Linked DNA regions of Mus musculus: region 2 is linked to region 1. Evidence: chromatin contacts called from public targeted proximity ligation data. All regions are on one chromosome and are shown on one strand. The core of a region is the stretch at or near the end of the contact, and the rest is flanking DNA. Distances in the headings are between cores, read along the strand shown. Region 1 holds the start of Slc35g1 (solute carrier family 35, member G1). Region 2 holds the start of Sorbs1 (sorbin and SH3 domain containing 1).

Evidence for each region.
Region 2: a targeted proximity ligation map of embryonic forebrain shows a contact between it and region 1, with 5 times the contacts expected there. A contact is called at or near these places in 3 of 39 promoter capture datasets (the C10 cell line, cranial neural crest and pre-B cells) and 2 of 130 datasets of targeted methods (astrocytes and embryonic forebrain).

What each region holds. Positions count from the first base shown.
Region 1 is chr19:38,393,566-38,398,314 of GRCm38.p6, reverse strand. It overlaps Slc35g1 (solute carrier family 35, member G1), which reads right to left and starts at 2,335. Exons shown (of 3, transcript NM_175507.3): 1 at 2,014-2,335. The coding sequence starts at 2,200.
Region 2 is chr19:40,510,545-40,515,553 of GRCm38.p6, reverse strand. It overlaps Sorbs1 (sorbin and SH3 domain containing 1), which reads left to right and starts at 1,818. Exons shown (of 29, transcript NM_178362.1): 1 at 1,818-2,183.

The DNA of each region.
Region 1 (4,749 bases), core at 1,086-3,585:
TATAAGATATATGTATGTGTGTGCATTTATTTATTTATTCATTTATGTATTTAGAGGCAGGATCTCCCTATATGGCCCGGGCGGTCCTAGATCAGGCTGGCCTCCAATTCAGAGTCCCACTTCCCCTCTCTCCAAAGACTTGTGCCACCATGCCCAAATAAAAAAACATACAAATATTTAAGGTTCCTGTTTTCTGATTATGTACAGGCAGGTAACAGAGGGTTGAATCGAAATGGATTGTTAGTGAAGACAAGGAATAGTTCTGTTTGGGCAACCTCAGTTTCTTATTACATGATAATTTCAATTCCCTGTGAAAATGGTGACCAGCAAAGCAGCCCAAAGAGGCATTTTCTCATGTATACCACGCTAACATCCACTGAAAGGTGTATCTAATCACTCTACACAAGTTGAGCGTTTAATGACTCAAATTAAGCAGTCACCAGACAACTTCCAGAAGAGGGTAAAAAAACCTTTTTTTTACTTGGCTTCTCCACACTGCAGTAACCTGGACCTGATTTAGGATCACGGGGGTAACTTAGGTTTGGAACTTTGTAGATGCTAGCTGAAGGCCTGGTACACTATGCCAAGTGCTCACTCCAGCAGGAAAATGGGGTGCACAGGGCTAAGACAACTCTCTCTCTTTAGTACAGACTCTACACTGTACGGGAAACAGCAAACAAGAATCAGCAAACCTCTAAACTGGGTAAGGGTATCCAGTTCCAACCTAAGCTTGAAGGTGAGTTTTGTTAAGAAACCACTAAGATCTAGAGTCTGAAAGCCAGGCATAATGATGGAGGCCCTTAACCCCAGCACTCAAGGAGGCTTAGGCAAGACAACAGAGTGTGAGCCAGCCTAGACTGCACACAGAGTCTAAAATGAGCCAGTCAAAAATCCAATGCCAACTTTTGGCTTATAGTGGCTTGTGCTTTGTTTTCAAAATAACTGTTAGAAACTTGTCTTGAAATTGAAGGGCAAGATTCCTGGGCATTCACGATGTGCTGACATTTTTAGCACGTGCTGCCTGAGTAAGTATGCAGACCCCTTCATTCATGCCCGAATGGAAAACTAAAGAGTTTGCAAGGCCCAGTTCCACATTAGGCCAGAATGACATCCACCCATAGGGTGACTAGAAAAAAAACTGACCTCAGGAGCTCCCGGGTTAGTCAGCCCAACATGGGGTAACCTATCCATGCAAACAAAATCAGAAACCCGAGATCTTTTCTCTTTGCTTTCAGGACAGAAATGTAGCAATACTCATCTCCCCGAGACTTTTCTCTCTTAACTCAGAAAAACACAACTAAGAAGGTAGGAACCTGAGTGGGACAAGAGGCACAGAAGTCGTAGGGCATATTCAGGGGAAGAGACCCCGGAGATTAGATTGAGAAAGGTCTAAAAGATGGGCTTCTTACTGGAAAGCTATTTAGTGGAAAGGGCCCTAGGCAGACAGAGTCTCTGGCAAAAGTAGAGAGCCTTACCTAGTGCTGTCTGGACCTGCCCTACCCAGACCTTGGCAGATGGAGGTGGGGTGAGACCGAATCCCGAACCCCCATCTTCCACGGCCTCTCTTTACTTCTTTGTTAGGGGAATTTGAACGAAAGTTAAGGGTTCTTCACCGAGGCTCCTCGCAAGGTGTACCTCGTTTTAAGCCAGTAGCTAAAAAGTCCCCCTGTCCCCCCAAAGCTTGAGGGTCAGTGGTCCACTGAACTCTTCCTCTCTGCGATGCTGAGATTCCGTGACAAACACTTCCAGAACTCCAGTCTTTCCAACTTGGTTCAGGAAGATCGGTTTACACCCACGATGTGGGTTCCAAGTCGGCTTCCTGCCACCCGCTGCCTGGCCCCTCTCGGTGACCTTTCACCTCTGACTGCCACTGGACTGCGAGGTCCTGTCCCCCACCCCCCCACCCCCCACCCCCCGTCACCAATTTGGGGTTATTAACACTCGGAAACTTTCTGGGTCTCGGCTCAGGCCGGTGCGCAGAGGACCAGACCGACCCCGCCCGCCCGCACTCACCGGGCTCCCCACGCGAGCCGCACGCCCAGGCTCCACACGGCCAGCACCTGCCGCGGCCAGGGGCGCCCTCCGCCTCGACGTCCACGTGCTCCTCGCCGGGGGACGCCGGGTCCGCGAGCTGCAGCTCGGGCTCGCGCAGCTCCACCGCCTCGGCTGCAAGCTCCGCCGCGCTCTCCGGGGGCCCCATCCCGCAGCCCGCGCTCTCCCCGCAGCCGCGCGCCTTCTGGCGCCCGCAGCTGCCGCCCGGCCGCTCGGCTCTTCCGGCCCCCGGCGAGCCGGTGCGTGTGCGCGTGCGCGTGCGCCCGGCTCCGCGCGCTTGTCCTCCGCTGCCCTCCCGCCCCGGGGAGCCCGCCGCCTGCGCTCGCTCGTGCTCTCCGGCTGCGGTGGCTACAGCTGGCGCGGTGACTGTCCCCCACCCCCACCCCAGGGCAGTCGGGCTAGACAGCACACTGGTCCTCCTCTGTCTTTGCACAGACAGGGAGGGACGCTTGGTTCTCAGCCCTGGCGCCTCGGGTCTTGGGGCCTTCTGCTGCTTTAGAAAGACTGTACCTCTGAGCTGGGCGTGGTAGCCCACGCCCTTACTCCCAGCAGTTAGGGACAGAGGCATGTGGGTTTGTGAGTTCAAAGCCAGCTAAGGCTGTATAGTGAGACGCCCTCCCTAAATAAATACATGAATTAAATTAAATTAAATTAAATTAAAAGGGACTGAGTGTCTGTTTACTGATATGGATCACCTCTGTGATGCCCCGAGGACTTCTAAGCATTATGTGAGTTTTTAAACACACTTCGACCTGTCCAAGAATTTAAGGTGTAAACATAAAGATTGAAACATAAAATTGAAAAGGAGGGCTCTTTAAAAATGCAAGGCACCTGGGTGTGGTGGCAAATTGAGTGAAGAGGATCTTTGTGACTTCAAGGCCAGCCTGGTCTACAGAGCGAGTTCCAGGAAAGCCCTGGCAGCACAGAGAAACCCTTTCTCCACAAAACCAAAACCAACCATCCAAACAAACAAAAATTGCAAGGCAAAGGGGGCTGTCTCAACAAACTGAGACAAGTAGCTACCTCAGCTCTGTTAGCTCCAGATTTCAAAGAAAGAGACCGATATTCCAAGTGAAGGGCCTAGGCGGGGTAAATTTTACTCTTGATGAACTAACCAGTACCCCGAGCTCTTGACTCTAGCTGCATATGTATCAGAAGATGGCCTAGTCGGCCATCACTGGAAAGAGAGGCCCATTGGACACGCAAACTTTATATGCCCCAGTACAGGGGAACGCCAGGGCCAAAAAGGGGGAGTGGGTGGGTAGGGGAGTGGGGGTGGGTGGGTATGGGGGACTTTTGGTATAGCATTGGAAATGTAAATGAGCTAAATACCTAATAAAAAATGGAAAAAAAAAAAAGAGGGTGTACTCTGAAGATGGAACTCGTAGACAGGAAATGCATTTATTTTTCATTCCCCCTTAGATGGGACTTCGTCTTTTTCCCCATTGGCTGGGGTCAAACCTCACAGTCTTATTCCATCGCCAGTTTTTTAAGAACTGGCCCTCTTGAAATGAAGGAAGAAGGGGAAAGGGGAAGCTGATCTTTGGTTCTGCAATTCCTGGAATATAGCACTGGGCTTTGTGTAAACAGACATTTTAATGGGTGGTGGGAAAGATGGAAACATTTGCGTATGGGTGAGATAAAAGGACGTTGATTCCTTCTCCTAAACTCGTTTTATAAGTATTTGATAGAAAAGACTCATATTTAATATTTCTTAGAAATTCCTCCTCTTTAAAAAAAAAATACTTTTCCAAACTCACTGAAGTGTTAGCTCTTGCAGAGCAGTGGTGGTACAGGCCTTTAATCCCAGCACTTGGGAGGCAGAGGCAGGCAGATTTCTGAGTTTGAGGCCATCCTGGTCTATAGAGTTCCAAGACTGCCAGGGCTACACAGAGAAACCCTATCTTCAAACAAACTGTTGCGCCCACCTCGGCAAGGAAAACGCAACACTGTCGGATTCTTCTCAACAGCTTTATTGCAGGAACGCCTTGATGCTGCTACGGGAACCCAGGGAGGACTCCTTATATACACCCCAGCACAGGGAAAAGCTTTGTGTCCTCCTGGGATTGGTCAGTCTGCCCGGCACCTTAATTTGCATGCACCCGCAAAGGGGTTGGCGCCAGATTTGGGCTAGCACCTGCAGAGCACAGCCACGGTGTACCGGAAACCCGTGCCATCTTTTGGGCATCGGCTGCCTACAACAAACAAACAATGCCTGCTGTTTTTCTGTCCTATCTTGGAATAAGAAATTGCAATAGTAAGACTAGTCCTCTGGAACAAAAATTAATGATTCCATATATTTCATTAGCATGTTTAAGATGAGCCTGATTGCAAGGGCTGGCTCCTTGGCCAAGAGATTGGCAGAGCCCCATTGAAATGTTAGTTCTGTGCCCAGGCCCAAAATTAAATTCTCTTGACCAGGGATTTCCCCTTAGAGGCCTTCATTGCTACTTTCGCATCCCTAAAGAGGTAACCCTAGATCATCTAGGACCCAGATCAAAGATCACATTAGAATAGCCTCCTAGAATACTGGCTAGTTTTGTGTCAACTTGACACAGGTTGGAGTTATCACAGAGAAAGGAGCTTCAGTTGGGGAAATGCCTCCATGAGATCCAGCTGTAAGGCATTTTCTCAATTAGTGATCAAGGGGGCAGGTCCCCTTGTGGGTGGTGCCATCTCTGGGCTGGTAGTCCTGGT
Region 2 (5,009 bases), core at 569-3,068, 2.1 Mb before region 1:
GTGTGTGTGTGTGTGTGTGTGTGTGTGTGTGTGTGTGTTCTAAACCTTGTTGCCTGGATTTGGTAGGTAGATAACTCTCAGTTTCTCTGCCTTCTATTTCCTACCTCTTTGGCTAATCTCCTAGTATCACTGTGCCTTTAGCTATGTTGTTGTTAGATGTGTAGCGGTGCATATAAAGCTCACAGCCCTGGTGCAACAGTGCACTGTTAATACAGGCACATTCATACTTGCTGCTTTATTATTTTATAGACCAGAGAGCTGTTTGTCCAGACTGTAGCATAAGGTAACAGCAGAGCCTGGGAAGTGTGTTTTACAAAGCAACAGGATGAGGTCTGGGCGAGGCAGAGCCCTGTGCTGAGGGACCCCGGGTTCTCTGGAGGCTTCTTGTTTCCTTGGTTATAGCACGAGCTCCCAGACAGCTAGAAGTCTTCAATTAAAATACACAGACAACAGAATTGAGGACAGCAGGTGCTCAGCCAGGACCTGTCACTGTTCCCTGACATCTAACAACCTTTACAGACAGGGTTCCCCTTGCCTGTGCAGTCACTAGGTCCTATTCTTACCCCACCACACAGCCTGCTAACTAGGAACACAGTTGGGCTGAAGATTCTTGCCCAAGATAGCAGAAAAGAATTAATTGTGCTCAGGTGACTATTCTGTTGTGTTGGAAAGTTGTAAGTCAACTTGACACAGGCTAAGGTCATCTGAGGGGAGGGAACCACAATTAAGAAAATGCCTCCGTAAGATGGGGCTGTAGGCAAGCCTGTAGGGCATTTTTAAAATTAGTGACTGATGGGGGAGGTTCCAACCCATTGTGGATGGGCCATCCTGAGCTCATGGTCTTGGATTCTATATGAAAACAGACTAAGCAAGCCATGGAGAGCAAGCCAGTATGCGGTATCCCTCTGTATCAGCTTCCTGACTCCTGCCCTGTTTGAGTTCCTGTCCTGACTTCCTTCAATGGGGAGCAGTGTTGTGGAAGTGTAAGCCAAATAAACTCTTTTCTCCCCAATTTGCAGAGTGGTGCAGCCAATAATCCGCTCTAGAGGCTGAGTCAGGAGGTTGGCCTGGGGTGTGAGTATGTGGGGCAGCCTCTAATCCCAGAAGGTGGGATTAAGGATCATCTTTGGCTGCACGGTGAGTTTGAGGCCGCGCTAGAATACGTGAGCCGCCTGTCCAAAAATAAATAAATAAATAAATAAATAAATAAATAAATAAATAAATAAAGACTAAAACGAGAAACTAGTAACAACGTCTTTTTCACAAGGCTGGGAAAATCAAATGAGAAAATAGGGAGCATTAGGCAACTGTCTGGTAGAATATAATCAGACTGACAGTGCCATTGGCAAGCTTTTATTCACTACATTTTATCAAGAGGAATTATGGTGCCATTTTACAGATCAGCAAAAGGGCACAGGGTTAAGTAATTTGTTTATAGCTAGGACACACTGTTATTTTACGCTTACTGTTCTTTTCAAGCTCTCTGTGGGCAAACCCTTATAGAGACCACAGGGCCAGCGTCTGGAGTCACTCGCGGGCAGCCCAGGGTAGAAAGGGTTAGCGGGTGCGCGCGCGACATCCGCGGGAACCCGCGGGCGCGCGCCCCGCTCACAGGGACGCAGGCTTGGCGGCGGGCTCTTCCTCGCCTCCCCATTGGCGCACACGCCCCTTCCTGTCACGGCCGGCCAGGCCCCGCCCCCTGGGCGCTGCCGGAGTGGACGGTTCCAGGCCATGCTAATGAGGGGCTGGTCGCCGCCGCCCATTGGCCGGCCCCAGTGTCGGTGAAGTCAGCTCGGAGTAGCAGAAAAACAGAGCGGGGCTGACTGTAGCGTGGAGCGCGAGCCGGGCTGGACGCGCGCAAGCCCTTGCCGGGGACCCGCGAGGTAAGCGGGCGGCGGCTGCGCTCTCCGGCGGCAGCTCCCGGGCGGGCGCAGCGGGCCCCCGGAGCGGTGCCTTTGTTCAGCGCGCGGAGGAGGTGCTTTTAAAGGGCCAGCTGTTGGAAGGACCTGGGGGCCCCCCTTCTCCCAGAGCATCCCCGGGTGGCCGCGGGGGACCTTCGCCGAGCCGTGTCTCCCGGCTGCTCTGTGTCCCCTCTCCCCGTCCCTTCAAGAAAAGTTGCTAGGACGCGGGGAGGTTTGGGGATTCCAGGTTTCTTTATGCCTTTTCGTTTTTGGTAGGTGAAGGTAAGTGCGATCATGGCCTCTGCTTAGGAGGGAATGTCCGCCCGCTTCAGCCTGGCTGCAGTGTGGGTGGATGGAGACGGGAGAGCCCTGGTGGGTTTGCGCTGGAAAGTGAAACTACTGAGGGTCTTTTCTGCAGTGGCCAAAGGAAGAAGGGCGCAAGTGTCAGGATGGAGGCATCTCAGGTGTATTCATTCATCAGCACACCCTTCCACTCCATCACCTAAGCCGAGGGCGGCGGGAGGGGGGCAAGCACTACGCTGCTGGCCCAGACCAGCCTGCATCCGAGCGTGTTGGTGGGTGTGTGTCTGGGTATACGGTGCTTCCGCTCACCGCCCAGGCCCCTTCATGCTTCCCTGGATGACTGGATGACAGCATCTTGCAGGGCAGCCCATCACCAAAGGGACCTAAAGCTACTCCTTTCTCTTATTTCCCAGGCTGTCCCTCCCGGGGTTTCCACGGTCTTTTCCCTGATAAGCGGTGGTGACATTCGAGATAGGAGGGAAAGGAGGCTTTAAAGTCATTATGCTTCTTTGAAGGGCGACGTGCTGTCGATTTCTGTATCCTGGAACCTCTGCGTGTCATACTATGCCTTTGAAATTCATCAGTGCTTTTTCCGGGCGGACAGAATTTATTATGCATTGCTACATAGAAGCAGAAGATCCCTCTGAGCCGGCTCATTCCATCCTGTCCGAGGGTTTTCCCAGCATGTTCTGGACGAGCCTTTGGATTTTTGTTTGAATCGCTGAGCTCTGGGTTGCCCCTGTTGTCACACGGCCGACCTACTGAAATTGCTAAAATTGATTTCAGTCAGTAGGCGGGATGTTCATCTAGAGACACCATAGAACCTGCCAGGCATGTTAGGCCGCTGACTGATCCCCCCCCCCCCCCCCCGCCCATCTTCCAGTCCCCAACACTGGTGTGTCCTTTTTCTTCCTTGGAGAAGGCCAGGGACAGCTTGTCTGACCACATGCTTTTTTTGATTTTTTAAAATACCTCTCTTTACATTTAAGTGTGTGTTTTGGCTGGAAAGATATCGAGGTGGTGATTGAAGGGTGGATTAAAAGTGGGGTGGACAGCAGCAGGGGACAGCCGTGCCAATGACAGAAAACACACATTGGGAGATTTTATAGCTTCAGCCTTCAGTGAGTGAGTGAGTGAGTGAGATGTCTACAGGGTGAGGTGTGTTGGCTGTGAGGGGGAGGGGTGGAGGAGGAAGATACTGCCAACAGTTTTTTGCCCCACCCTCCTGCTGCCGCCTTAAATAACTCCTGGCCAGCCCAGCCCTGAGGTCTTTTTGAGCCTGAGGGGAGAAAGGTGGTCTGTTAGCCCACCTCTGCCTGGGGCACCTTTGATGCAGATTAGGAAGGGTTAGTAGTTCTTAGGGTAGGGGGTCAAAGATGGTATATTCCTTAGCCTAAGGACTCGTGGTAACAGTCTGGTGACTTCCCTGCAGGCAATTAGTACCTGAATGAAGTGCTGGTCGACCTCTGTAGGACAACCCCCTTTTGTTGGCTCTACCTCCTTTTTTTTTTTTTTTTTTTTTTTTTTGCTAAAGCAAGTTGAATTTCTGTAAACTTTTTGAAGAGATTGGGAATATTGGGATGGGGTTGTAAATATGGCAAAGAAGAAAAGAAAATTGCTTCTTCCTGGCAGAACAAAGACCCGTTCAGCTCTTCTGTTTCTTCTTCAAAATAGAGTTGGATGCAGATTGCTGGGTGTGGAGAGATAGGGTCCAGGGAAGAGAGCCTCGCCTGTGGCACTGGTAGTGTCCTTGTCTTCGAAACTCCACTCTCCCTGGACCCTTCTCTGGAGGTGGATGTGGAAGGCACTCACTGGTAATTTAGGATTTAACTAGCCTTCAAGGAGGAATAGATGATCAAAAAAAAAAAAAAATTGATGTAAGCTTGTACCAGAAGCAGGCTGGCTTTGGCTCTGATCAGCACTCTCTGGGCCTTGAGCTTGTGGCTTATGCTGTGTTCCTGTTGGTAAAATAAGAGGCTTTAGAGTGGTGACGTTCTAGGGTTCCCAAAAGCACCATTTAGTTTAAAATCACAAGTACATTTTGTGACGGCGATTTTAGATTCTTTGCTGTTTGCTAGTCAGATGTTAAATTCTGAGTATTTAAGCAAGACTACTGAAGAAGCACTCGAGAGCTGGGGCTTCTGTCGGAGTCAGACTACCTTTTACTTGATTGGTGCGATTCATGTGGTTTTAGAGTATGTAAATAATTCAGGGCTAGAATGATCCAGAGTGAGAGACGTGGACGTAGGAGCGAGTTGGTGTGTGGGGGAGGTGAGGATGGGATGACAGATTGCGGAGGAAAGGGCGTTTCTATAATTCATTCCCTCCCCGCCTGTGTTTTATTTATGATCGCACAGGTGAGCGTTTAAATATTGGGAACATGGGGAGGGGGACCTCGATGATTGATCCCTCCTGGCCTTCACTGAGGAGTGATGCTGGGGAGTTGTGGCCATTTGTCTGAGGTCTATCTCGACTAGCAAGGTGCAGAGGGGGATAAGGATCTGGGTCTTGTGGTCCAGAGTAAGGCCCTCCCTTTTGTGAGAGGAGCCTAAGATGGGAAGGAGAAAGATGAGGAGGAAACAAGAGATGAAGGGGGAGACTGGAGACTCCATAGCTTCAGCCTTTGGAGCCAGGAGTAGAGCAGTCCTGTGTCCTTGGAATGAAGTAAGGATCGGAGCCCCTTAGATGAGTGTGTGTGTGTGTGTGTGTGTGAGATGAGTGTGCTCGTGTGTGCGCATGTGCATGCAAGTGTGTGTGTGAGTGTGGGTGATGTGGAGGTGTTAAGTGCCCTGATCCTGCCACAGA